3 separate regions of the Mus musculus genome follow, and regions 1 and 2 are each linked to region 3. A link is a contact called in public Hi-C and Micro-C data. All regions are on one chromosome and are shown on one strand. The core of a region is the stretch at or near the end of the contact, and the rest is flanking DNA. Distances in the headings are between cores, read along the strand shown.

Region 1 (3,838 bases), core at 969-3,468, 91 kb after region 3:
TAGAACTTCTAGTAAAGACAGAAAAAAATAACTGCCATTTTATCTAACATTTTTAATTTTTTAAAGTATGTATTTGAGTGTTTTGCTAGCATGTATGTCTGTGTTTTATGCACATGCCTGGCTTCTGCCAGAAGAAGGAATCTGATTTCCTGGAACTGGTGTTACAGATGTCTGTGAGCTGCCATGTGGGTCCTGAGAATTGAACTTGGGTCCTTTGAAAGGAGCCATCTCTTCAGCTTCTATCTGATGTTTTGATATCGCATCTGGGTTTCCCACTGTCCTTTTGTCTTGTTTTTATTGCAAACTCTACCATTGGCTGGACTCACAAACTGGACTTAGCACTCACCAGGAAGTCACATGGGTTCCTCTGGGACAGCAGTGTAGTGTACAGATTTCCCCCATGTTCTCTTCCATTTCCAAGCCTGCGAACCCTTGCCTAATTTCCTCTTGCTCCAGCTGTCTGGTTTCTTGACACTGGCTGTTGTCTTTGGCACTTGGGACTTGGTCATGGTGATGAGGAATGTCATGGATGGGGACTCTGTGACCAGCCATTCTAGTGGAGATGGCAATTCCTGTGTTGTTTATCCAAGGCCCATAAAAGGGAGAGGAGGGAGGTAATATGACTTTACTCTATGCCAAAAATAAAGTCGAAGTCAGACCTAGAGAGTCCTTGTGCAGCTGGAAGTTCATAGAGTTGGTGGCAGAAACAAATAGGGAGACAGGAGTCCAATTCCTAGGTCATCCTGTGCCTGCTTGCTGCAGGGAGTCTGCCAGAGTCTGTAGCTCCCCACTAGGCCATTAGCAAGCTGCTAAGTACCACTGAGAGGATGGATTGGGGCAAGAGTTGTGATGGTGGGAAAGTCCAGGAAAGCCTGTGGTGGGTATGTGCTGGCCCAGCTATTAGGGTGTTTGCCTAGTGTGCATAACACCTTGGGTTCTGTCCTCAGCACTGTTTATAAGCCATGTGTGATGGTTGCCCAGATCTAATCCTGAAACTCAGGAGACTCTGGGCTAATGAGCGCCTGTCTCAGAAAATGCAAAAGGAACAAAAGAAAGAGCTGCCCATCAGGGAACTGTCTTGCTCTTAGCAGGTCCCCAAGACCCCAGGTGCCTGTCACTGCTCATGAGACATTGGGCTGATCCCTTCACATTCCAGTGCTGCCTCATTGCTCATCACTCTGGCACCTCTCCTGGTTTGTTTGTTTGTTTGTTTGTTTGTTTCCTTGCTGGTTTGCAAAGCACAGGAACTGCAGGTTGGTTTATAAGCACAGAAGCTTGGGGAAGGAGTCCTTTTTTTTTCTATACAGCCTGGAGGTGAATTGCTCCCTCCTTACGGCTCCTATCAGTCCTGTAGCATTATGCAAGATGCCCCCGGAGCCCTCCCACCTCTTGAAGCCTCAGCAAAAGCCAAGAGTGAAGTGGATTCCAACCTTGATGAGAGTCCACCTCCTCTTCTCTGCCACCTCGTCACTCTGAGTTTGGGACTGTGGGCAGGTTCCCTCAGCTGCCTGGGTGCATCTCAGGCTGAGTGACATGGTAAATGCCAAGGCACTCGGTTCACCTGGTAAACTTGGGCAGCCAACCTTTCTTGTTGCTGGCAAATGAAATTAAAATTACATAATTTCTTATCCTTAGCCCCATGCACCCTTCATAGTTCACGAGGCTTGTAGTGTTGATAATGTAGTTTTCACTTTTAGCATGGCCTTCCATGTAGGAACACAATCCCAGATGGGCTGTTCCTTGTTTTAGCTGATTCTCAATTCCTAGGGCTAGAATCAGGGTTGCGAGGGTTGAACTTCAGGGTTGAAGTACCTCTTGGTACTTCCTAGACTTCTCTGCTCCTTCCCTCTCTAGTCCTCAGAATGTGGATGAGTCATCTGTGAAAGTGGCTGACTTCACTCCTCCTTCCCTCTCCAGTCCTCAGAATGTATATCAGTCATCTGTGAAAGTGGCTGCTTGTTGTACTTGTTTCTTGGGACTGTGGTTGCCAGCTATGGTTCATAGTTGTGTCCCCTTCTGGTCAAAAGTGCTATTGAGACTATGGACTGGCTTCTGTTTTGTGGTTGTACCCAGGCCCAGCCTCCCAGCAGCACCTCCCTGCAGATATGGGAAAGCATTTTTGCAGGACACATGTTATATGGACAGCTGGTTAGTCCAGCCAAAGTCCTCACCCAATGATGATGTGACAGAAGCCCAGCAGCAGCATCCAAGAGGCCCAGGAACTGTGTGGTATTGGTGGATAAAAGTTGAATTCATAGCCAACTTGTCTCTGCTTCAGACTAGACTCTGATAGTGACTCATTTTGTGACTTCGGGCTCCTTGTGGGACTTTAAAACCGTAAGTTTTCTGGCCAGGAGACAATGTGGCTGAAACATTCCAGGGGATGGATGGGTGGAGGATGTGGGGGTTTAGTGGGGACTTGGTAGCTGAGCTGTGGTCACTGCAGGTTGCTTTTGCTGCCACTGACCGTTTGCTGAGCTGAGACTCACATCAGCAGGCCTCTATGTGGCAAGGCTGCACGCTCCCTAATACAGCATCAGGCTCCTTGTATGGAGACCTAACATTCACATCAGAATCACCAGGGGTTTAACCAGAGTTAGATTGGATTTGTTTCATTAGCCTTCCTCAGTTTCTCTTCTGCGCGATGCTCCCATTAAACCTTTCCTAAGGTGGCTGGAGAGCAAGCATATCCCTTCCTGTGATATCCACGGGGTGGCCAGGTCGTAGCGCAGAGACCAGTGGCCCTAGATGTGTAGAGAGGTCAGAATTAGGCTTATTCCTGGCTTACGGATTTGGAATCAAACCCTAATTTCAGAAATCCTGTATTTCTGAAGTTAGGTTTTCCTGAGACAGAAAGACATGCACAGAAGGGAAAGGCTTGGGCTGGAGAGGGCTTTTCATCATGGCTCGAGAGTCACTAGGCTTCACCCCATGGATCAGCATATGGTACGTGGGCTGAGTCTGGCCACTAGCCTGTGCCCTTGGATCCCAGCCAGGCCTTGGGTTACACATTATCTCTGCATGCTTTTAGGCCTGAGCATCAGGGTTTAGTGGTCCATGGGGTGCTGTGGTCGACAGAGCCGCAAGTATTGACTGTGTGGTCCATTATAGTTACAGTCTGCTAAACTCTGGGCCTCACTGTAGCAGAATACTCACCAGTGGAATGAAAGATGTGGATGTTAGGACGGACTGAGGACTAGCTCAGTCTGGATTTCAATTTAGACCTCTTGAGTATTGAACAGTATAGAATTCTAGAGGAAAAATGGCTGTCTGAGCAGGGTCCTCAGATTCTGAGGGAGGGAGTGGCCGAGTCATGACTGCAGGAGTACCACACATACTGGTGGTGTTGCCCTAAGTGCAGTGATCAGAATCAAAGGACAGCTGATGTGGTGACTGTCAACAAGATCCTCATCACTTCATCTTCCTTCTGTCTCACTTTCCTGCTATCAAGTGTGTTCACAAACTAAGCATGTGCTTCAGGCCTGTAATTTCAGCTCATGGGGAGGCTGAGGCAGAAGGGTTGCGACATCCAGGCCAGCTTGGGTTGCAGAGTGAATTCAAGGTCAACCCAGCAACTTGATGAGATTTTTCAAATTTTAAAGTTGAAGATAGGGTTTGGGAATGTTATCTTTAGTTCCAGATTCAGTTAGTGACCTGATTTCGAGAAATCATCCCACCCACCACTGTGATCTGGTACTGATTGGGGTCTCAGTCACAGTATGAACCAGAACTTCAGGTCGGTGCAATGCTCAGCCCTCATCAGAGAAGGTTCTCTAAGTAGATGGTAAGTAGCAACGAAACCCACAGCTGCTAACATGCAGAGAAGGGATTGGGGAAT
Region 2 (3,852 bases), core at 249-2,748, 65 kb after region 3:
TATTGGGATTGCCTGATAGGAAATGAGACATCTTACCTAATTCTTCATTATATTTGCTTCTTGGGACACACAAATGAATTTTGTTACTTATTAGAAGAGTCATGGGTCAACATGGGGTTCCATTTTGTGCAGGATTCTTAAGAGCAAGGACTTCTTGCCCATCTCTGCTCCAGGCACACCTACCTGTATCAGCAGAAGTCCAAGTGTAGGTGGGGAATGGAAGATGAAGTTAACAAATGCATTGTTGGTATCTGCAGAAGAGACATGGAAACATGGCAGGGCTCACTGGGACACAGACGGAGAGGGCTGAGCAGCCACAGGCTGTGCTGTCTTATCTCAGGCTCATACTGAGACGAGTGGTGCTGTTCACCCTGGAGTCACAGTCCTTGCCTGGGGACTATCTGGGAGAATATGCAAGACAGATAGCCAAGTACCTACACTTAAAAGTATCAAAATTTATCATTCTTCATGCATGCTAAATCAGTAAGCAAATGAGAAATAAAACACTTTTACCACCATTAATAGCATCTACTGACAACTTATCTTTAAAACTGCAAATGAGGGGCTGGAGCGATGGTGCAGTAGTTAGAAGTGACTACTGCTTTTGTGGAGGATCATAGTTTTGTTCTCAGCACCAACATTGGGCGGCTCACAACTGCCTGTAACTGTAACTATGGGGAAATTTAATAACCGACTGTAGTCTCCATAGGCACCTGCAAGCACATATGCATACATAGAGACAGGCATATACATACCTATCCATAAATAACAAAATACAGTTTAATATGATTCATCACTGTAGAAGCATCCTGTATGCAACATATGGAGTTTTACTCTTAATGAGCACATGTTAATTACACATAGTAACAGGGTTCATTGTGACATTTCCACACATGTGTATAATGTATTATTATCATATTACCGTTTTCTCCCACTCCCACCAGACCCCTTCACCCAGATCTCTCTTCTATTTCTGTGTCTTACATGTGCCCAATCTTCCAGAAAAAAATGCAAACAGGCTTTGAGACCATGAGCTTTGGGAATGAGGGAGTCAGTGGGCTTTGTAGCCTGAAAGGTTGAAGGGTGGGACACCGAGCTCTGAGCTCTGAGCCCAGGTAGAGAGTTTTGCAGCTGGCAGGCCTATGCCAAGCTCTTCTTGATGCAGCTCGAAAAGGCTCCTCTCTCCCCTGTGCTGTCTGAGCAGAGTGTTGCTCTCTTGCTGGCAATAAGGCATTGCTATTTCTCAGCTCTTCTTATGTGGGAATACCAGCAGAAAGGTGGATCTGGAGAGGGAATGCATCGCCTTTTGTCTGAAGAGTCAGAAGTTATTGCCAAGTGAAGGCAGAAAATAGACCTGAAGCCTAGTGGTGGCATTTTCTGAAATACCCATAGTGAAGCTGTTCAAGACTAGCTTGTGTGCAGGTGAGATGCTTAGGAGGAGGGGTTAGGGCTCTGCTGGGAAAACAGAGTGCTGAAGGCCTCAGTCTTGAGCAATCTGAGTGTTGCAAGAAAAATGAGCATTTGCATGTGTTGTGGGCTAAGCTTGATATTCTAGTGTAAGGGGAGAGAGAGGGAAATACCAAAGAGACACGAGTCTGTCTATCTGCCAGGATGAGTCTTCCATCCTGTCAAATGGTGGCTCTAGAAGCCCTCATTGAAGGCACCAGGAAACTTTTTCAGGTAGGAGCAGGAAATGGTCACTGGTGGTCTGTGCTCCAGGACCACAAATTCATCAGAAAACAAAAACGAAAACAAAAACTCAGAGTTCAGGCAAGAGTGTTGCAATCCTGGTGAGTAAAAGATTTAGAAATTCTGCTGCAGTCTTACCTTAGTTTTACCTTGTATTTCTACATCTTCCAGGAGCCTGTGCATTTCTTCCCTCCTTGCCTTCCTCCCTCCCTCCCTCCCTCCTTCCATCCTTTCCTCCTTCCCTCCTTCCTTCTTCCCCATTTAAACTAATAGTTTCCCAGACTTTCACATAGCTTGAAAGTCACCATCTTTGAGTCCCCATACAAGGGTTTTGAGCATGTTTACAGGTGGTCTTGTGACTGTCACCGTTACCTGATTCCAGAATGTTTTCAGTAACCCCTGTCTACGTACTGAGTCTCGGCAAGCCAGGCATTATCTTTCTCCCTCCATGGATTTGCCTATCGAGGCCTTTTGCATGTGGCTGGTTTCATACAATGAAGAGCTTCTGTGTTCTTCTTTCTTTAGCCCAGCATAGTGTGTTCAAGACTGAGCTTCTGGCTCAGTGAATAAAATGCTTGCTGAGGACGCAAGTTCAACCTCACAGAACACATGTGAAGACTCAGGCATGGCTCCAGCAACCCCAGTACTGGGAGGCAGAGACAGAAGGATCCCCAGACTTACTGGACCCTACTTAGGGCAAACGATGAACTTAAGTGAGAGACCCTGTGTTAAAAAACAAAAACAAAACATGATAATAATTTAAGAAAGACTTCCTAGTTTCATCTTCTGGTCTTCATACAACCATCTGTGCCTGAGTGTGAATCAGTACTGTAGTTCCTTTCAGGACGAAAACAGCTGCATGGTCATGCAGTTTACCAGCTAATGGGTATGTGTGTTGTTTTCACATGTAGCCTAGTGTGGATGATGCTACTTTGATCTTGTTGTGCAGGACTTAGTGTGTAGCTGCCTTTCATTTATCGAAGGCATTTCCTGGGTCATAGGCTAGCCTTGACTTTAATCACAAGCTGCAAAGTGTTTCCCAAGCAGGAAACTTCACTGCTTTGCACCACCACCACCCCAGCCCTGTAGGTTTCTCTGCATCTCATTCAACGCATTTAATGTAATTACTAATGGAGAGTTTGTGCTCACCCTCATTCTGCCTCCCAGGGTTCTTATTTCTCCTAACTCCATTTCACTCATTATGCATTCCTCAGTTGTGGTTTTTGGTGTTGCTTTTCTTGATGGAAAGAGACTTTCCACTGAGTGCCTATAGAGACCATCACTACCCACATCCCTGCAGGAATCCCACGGAGACAGACAGAGCTGGGTGGTCCAGGCCTGCAGGATGGTCCTTGATGATGGATTGGTCTGTTAACTTCTTGGTGGGATTTGCTTTTGTTGCCTAGTGAACCGTCATTACTTCTCTGGCAAACTGTACAGTTACACTGGTGCTTAATGTGATAGGTTTTCAGACAGCTGTTTACCCAGCTTTCCCTTGGGTTTGGAGATAGGAAGATCAGTGCCAACACCTTGGTCCTTCTTAGCATCCAGACCATGCCGTCCTCCTGCTATTCTTGTGCTGACCGCTCTCTGTTCCCTTGCTTCCTAGGTACTTTGTGTTCTGCTGAGTCTGGTGTACCCGGGGCTGCTTTTCTCAGTTGGATGGACCCCTAGTGCAGAGACCTCATCCTTCTACCTATGGGGAGAAGCAGCTGAATACGCCTAAGCACAGCAGGACCCCAAGACCTGGCTGGAAGTTACCACCTCTCCTCACCTCTGCCCTTCCCACAGGTAACCTTGGCCTCTGGAAAGGAAGGCTTGGAGACCTTCCCTTATTTCTTTCTTACTACCCAAGTCTCAGGCCAGGAACAGGAACAGTTGGACTGCCTGAATAGAATTTTCTACCCATCCTAAACCGTGGCATGTAGGCATATGCCTTGCAGGGCTCTCCTGGATGAATTTTAAGGGGTGTTATATATGCACACTGTTAAATTTATGCTTTGTAACAGATCTCACTTCGGTTGCTTATTTTCCCTGTGTGGGGCTGATGTTGCCACTCTCACGCTGGATCTTAGTGACAGGTTCATGAGGCTGTTGTCACTTATGTGACTCACCGGGGTCTCCTGTGTTCATTCATGCTCTGGCAGCATAAGGAGCGAGTTC
Region 3 (3,478 bases), core at 585-3,084:
CCCCTCTCATATCCAGTTTGATAAGGGACAGACAAACTGCATTCTCTTTCTTTACAGGAGAAAGCAGATGCCTTAGAGGCAAAGGAGGGAGAATGGGAAACAGAGTATTCATCCGATGTTAAATAGACAAACTTCTATTTGTAGAGGCTTTACAGGTGACTAAAGGATAGAGATAGAATTTCAAAGCCTGATGTTGGTTCTTAATGTGCCTCAAACAGCACTTACCAACTCTTGCAGGCTTGCAGTCGTTAGCCATGGCATTGTCTGGACCTTCCTTCACTTAGGCTGTGAGAAGAGTATGCAAGCACTCTCTCTTCTTCCCCAGACACTGGAAGAACTAGAAACAACACAAAGGAAGTAGCTTGAGAACACAGAGCTCCCAACGAAAGATGTCAGAGGGACATCAAAAGAGGAGAGGTCCAGGAACTGAGCCAAGCAAGTTAGATGTGTTGCCCCAAGGAACCTTATTACTGAAACACAGGAGCTTGCCTAGAGGTAAGGCACCAGCCACGTGCTGCAGACAGAGTGTGACTCTCAGGATTGTAGCATTGTACCATACTGGCAAAACTTTAAATGGAGGAGTTTGAGAAATATTTACTCCATATGTCCTTTAATAACATTAAAAAAAGAACCAATTATTAAGGAATCAAGTTTTAAAATGGCTATGCTCACAATCATCCATTGGACGGAGCACAGGGTACCCAATGAAGGCGCTAGAGAAAGTACCCAAGGAGCTGAAGAGGTTTGCAGCCCCATAGTAGGAACATCAATATGAACCAACCAGTACCCCCAGAGCTCCCAGGGACTAAACCACCAATAAAAGAAAACACATGGTGAGACTTGTGGCTCTAGCTGTATATGTAGCAGAGGATGGCCTAGTCAGTCATCAATGGGAGGAGAGGCCCTTGGTCCTATGATGGTGCTATGCCCCAGTATAGGGGAATGTCAGGGCCAGGAATGGGAGTGGGTAGGTTGTGGAGCAGAGGGAGGAGGAGGGGATGGGTGATTTTCGGAGGGGAAACTAGGAAAGGGGATAACATTTGAAATGTAAATAAAGAAAATATCTAATAAAATATATGTTAAAAAGTAGCTTAAAAAAGAATATAAAGTTGGGTGGGTAGGGAGGTGGAGAGCATCTGGAAGGAATGGAAAAGAAGAAAACATGAGAATATATTGTATTATTGTATTATTATATTGTATTCAATAAAAAGGTTTTAAAAACATAAAATGACTAAATTTACTTTGCCAAATTTCTCTGTTGTGTTTGCCTGGAATATACCAGTCTTGAGTCCTTTTGAGAATGTTGCCAGGCACTGTCAAGGTCAACATACAACTGACTTGCTACATACCAAGCTATAAACATACCAAGTTACAAAACTCTAGGGTTTTGGTGAGTTTGTTTTGTTTTGTTTGTTTGTTTGGGGGTGGGTGGGCGGGGAAAGAGCAGAATATTTAAAAATTGTTGAGTGTGCATAGATAATCGTTGTAAGAGGCTTAATGCAAATATTTTGTTTGTTTGTTAAAATAACAGCCTGCAAGGATGCAGCTATATGTCTGTCTGTAAGAAACTTGTTTCAGAAACTCGTGGCTGCTGGAATTCTTGCAGCGTCATCAGGACAGATGTTTACAGGGGTTATAGGGGCAGCCGGAAGCCAAGGAAAGGCAGTGAGTTGGCCTGCGCGTCCTAAGGTTCAGTCTTGGCTCTGGTCCAACTTTCATTTTCAGAAAACAGAAACTCTGTTTAACTGAGTCAAGGGAGGTGTTTCCCTCCTCCTTGTGACACAGTGATCAAATGCTTGGGGGCGTGGCTAGCTGGGCCACAGTTTATAAGCCCTTACAGGCAGCAGCAGGTGTGTGCCTATCACCATGGGGATGCTGGTGCCCACTGCTCTAGCTGCTCGGCTGCTGAGCCTGTTCCAGCAGCAGCTGGGTTCCCTCTGGAGTGGCCTGGCCATCCTGTTCTGCTGGCTGAGAATAGCATTAGGGTGGCTAGATCCCGGGAAGGAACAGCCACAGGTCCGGGGTGAGCCGGAGGACACCCAGGAGACCCAGGAAGATGGGAACAGCACTCAGCCCACAACCCCCGTGAGTGTCAACTACCACTTCACTCGTCAGTGCAACTACAAATGTGGCTTCTGCTTCCACACAGCCAAGACATCCTTCGTGCTGCCCCTGGAGGAGGCCAAGCGAGGACTGCTTCTGCTCAAACAGGCTGGTAAGTTCCTGGACCAGACAGAAGCCAGGATGGTCCAGGACAGTTGTGCATAGGATAGGCATGGGAAGGGCTCCATGAAAATTTGCCACACCAGGGAACAGGCAGATTTGCATGAATGAGAAAGGAGCACCAGGGAGCCAGGAAGGACCTCCAGGCTGGGAGTTGGCCTGGCCAGGACCATGGAACTCACTCTTGTTGGCAGAGGTGTGTGGTCAGTGACCCCTATTCATCCTTGTGTTTGGAACAGAGTTCTCCCAGAGAAATCTGATTTCCAGAAACACTAAGTGAGGAAGGGGTGGGTGTGTGGAGACCCAAGTCCTCTATGTAAACAACCTGGCAGAAGTTTCACCCTGTTCCATCTGTATTCATTGATGGAAACTTCTCTCTCTCTTTAAAAAACAATCTGTGTGTACACATGATGTGTGTGTGTGTGTGTGTGTGTGTGTGTGTGTGTGTGTGTGTGTGTGTGTGTGTGAGAGAGTTTGTGTATTCATGTGTATGTGTCTCAGTCTGCTGCTGGGTACAGCAAGTCTATGAGCATCATAGGACAATTTCAGGTGTTAGTTCAGTCTTAGCCTTGTCAAATCCTGTTTGAGACAGGATTTACCTTTGGTTCGCTGCTAATGTACAATATTGATTAGCATTCAATCCTTGCAGATTGTCCTGTCTTTCCTCCCATCTGGAAGGAGGAGGGCCAGCAGTACAAACTCCCACTACCATGTTTCAGGTTCACTTGGGTGTTGGGGATCTAAACACACATTCTCAGAGCTGTCCAGCCTGTGTATTACACACTGAGCCACCTCTCCAGCCCCATGGGAGCCTTAAAATATTTTCGACAGGTGTGTTATGGGATTTTCTTCCCAAGACTTGCTGTCGTACTCTATCAACCAGTCTCAGGTATGCATTAAGCAGTGAAGTTCAAATACAGCATCTTCTCCTCTGAACCTCCCCTTCCTCCTTCCCTCCCTTCCGCCCTTCTACTCTTTCCAGAACACCTGCTCACCTAGAGACTACCTTATCTTTCTGGCTACCCTTTAACTGAAGCACAGCAGATGTGTCTAGGCGGCAAGCATGCTAGCTGCACTTCCAGCTGACTCACTCAGCCAAGAATTCTCCCTGGAGCACAGCTGGGAAAGAGAAAAGTCATTGGCCAGTGCTCCAGGTACACTCTGGCCTCCAGTCACCACACTGACCACATGGGAACTCCCAAGCAGTTTCTGATGCTCACGTCAGACTCGCCTGATTCTGTGCTGTGATAATGGA

What was found. A called contact is a pair of places that touch in the nucleus more often than the background predicts.
Region 1: a Micro-C map of muscle stem cells shows a contact between it and region 3, with 7 times the contacts expected there. The contact joins the enhancer-like site here to the promoter of Rsad2 in region 3. A contact is called at or near these places in 5 of 39 promoter capture datasets (embryonic stem cells, liver, neutrophils and 1 more), 2 of 484 Hi-C or Micro-C datasets (both in muscle stem cells), 2 of 115 datasets of contacts at active chromatin or transcription factors (double positive thymocytes and embryonic stem cells) and 2 of 9 other capture datasets (adipose tissue and liver).
Region 2: a Hi-C map of neutrophils shows a contact between it and region 3, with 1.5 times the contacts expected there. The contact joins the enhancer-like site here to the promoter of Rsad2 in region 3. A contact is called at or near these places in 5 of 484 Hi-C or Micro-C datasets (CD4 T cells, LSK cells, bone marrow and 2 more), 3 of 115 datasets of contacts at active chromatin or transcription factors (the HPC-7 cell line, double positive thymocytes and effector CD8 T cells) and 3 of 9 other capture datasets (adipose tissue, liver and pancreatic islet).

Annotation. Positions count from the first base shown.
Region 1 is chr12:26,364,156-26,367,993 of GRCm38.p6, reverse strand. All of the region lies in intron 3 of Rnf144a (ring finger protein 144A), which reads left to right. The region is part of intron 3 of 4930549C15Rik (RIKEN cDNA 4930549C15 gene); the gene reads right to left. Among named protein-coding and RNA genes, the nearest start is that of 4930549C15Rik, 19 kb to the right of the region's middle. Within about 2 kb of position 2,218, at least 27 of the 459 cell types and tissues checked have an H3K27ac peak or open chromatin away from gene starts, as enhancers often do. A contact at or near this core is called in adipose tissue and muscle stem cells, where this site is marked.
Region 2 is chr12:26,389,022-26,392,873 of GRCm38.p6, reverse strand. Rnf144a (ring finger protein 144A) reads left to right here. Exons shown (of 10, transcript NM_001081977.2): 3 at 3,299-3,480. Among named protein-coding and RNA genes, the nearest start is that of Mir6538, 24 kb to the left of the region's middle. Within about 2 kb of position 1,498, at least 19 of the 459 cell types and tissues checked have an H3K27ac peak or open chromatin away from gene starts, as enhancers often do. A contact at or near this core is called in neutrophils, where this site is marked.
Region 3 is chr12:26,454,808-26,458,285 of GRCm38.p6, reverse strand. Rsad2 (radical S-adenosyl methionine domain containing 2) reads left to right here and starts at 1,834. Exons shown (of 6, transcript NM_021384.4): 1 at 1,834-2,215. The coding sequence starts at 1,867.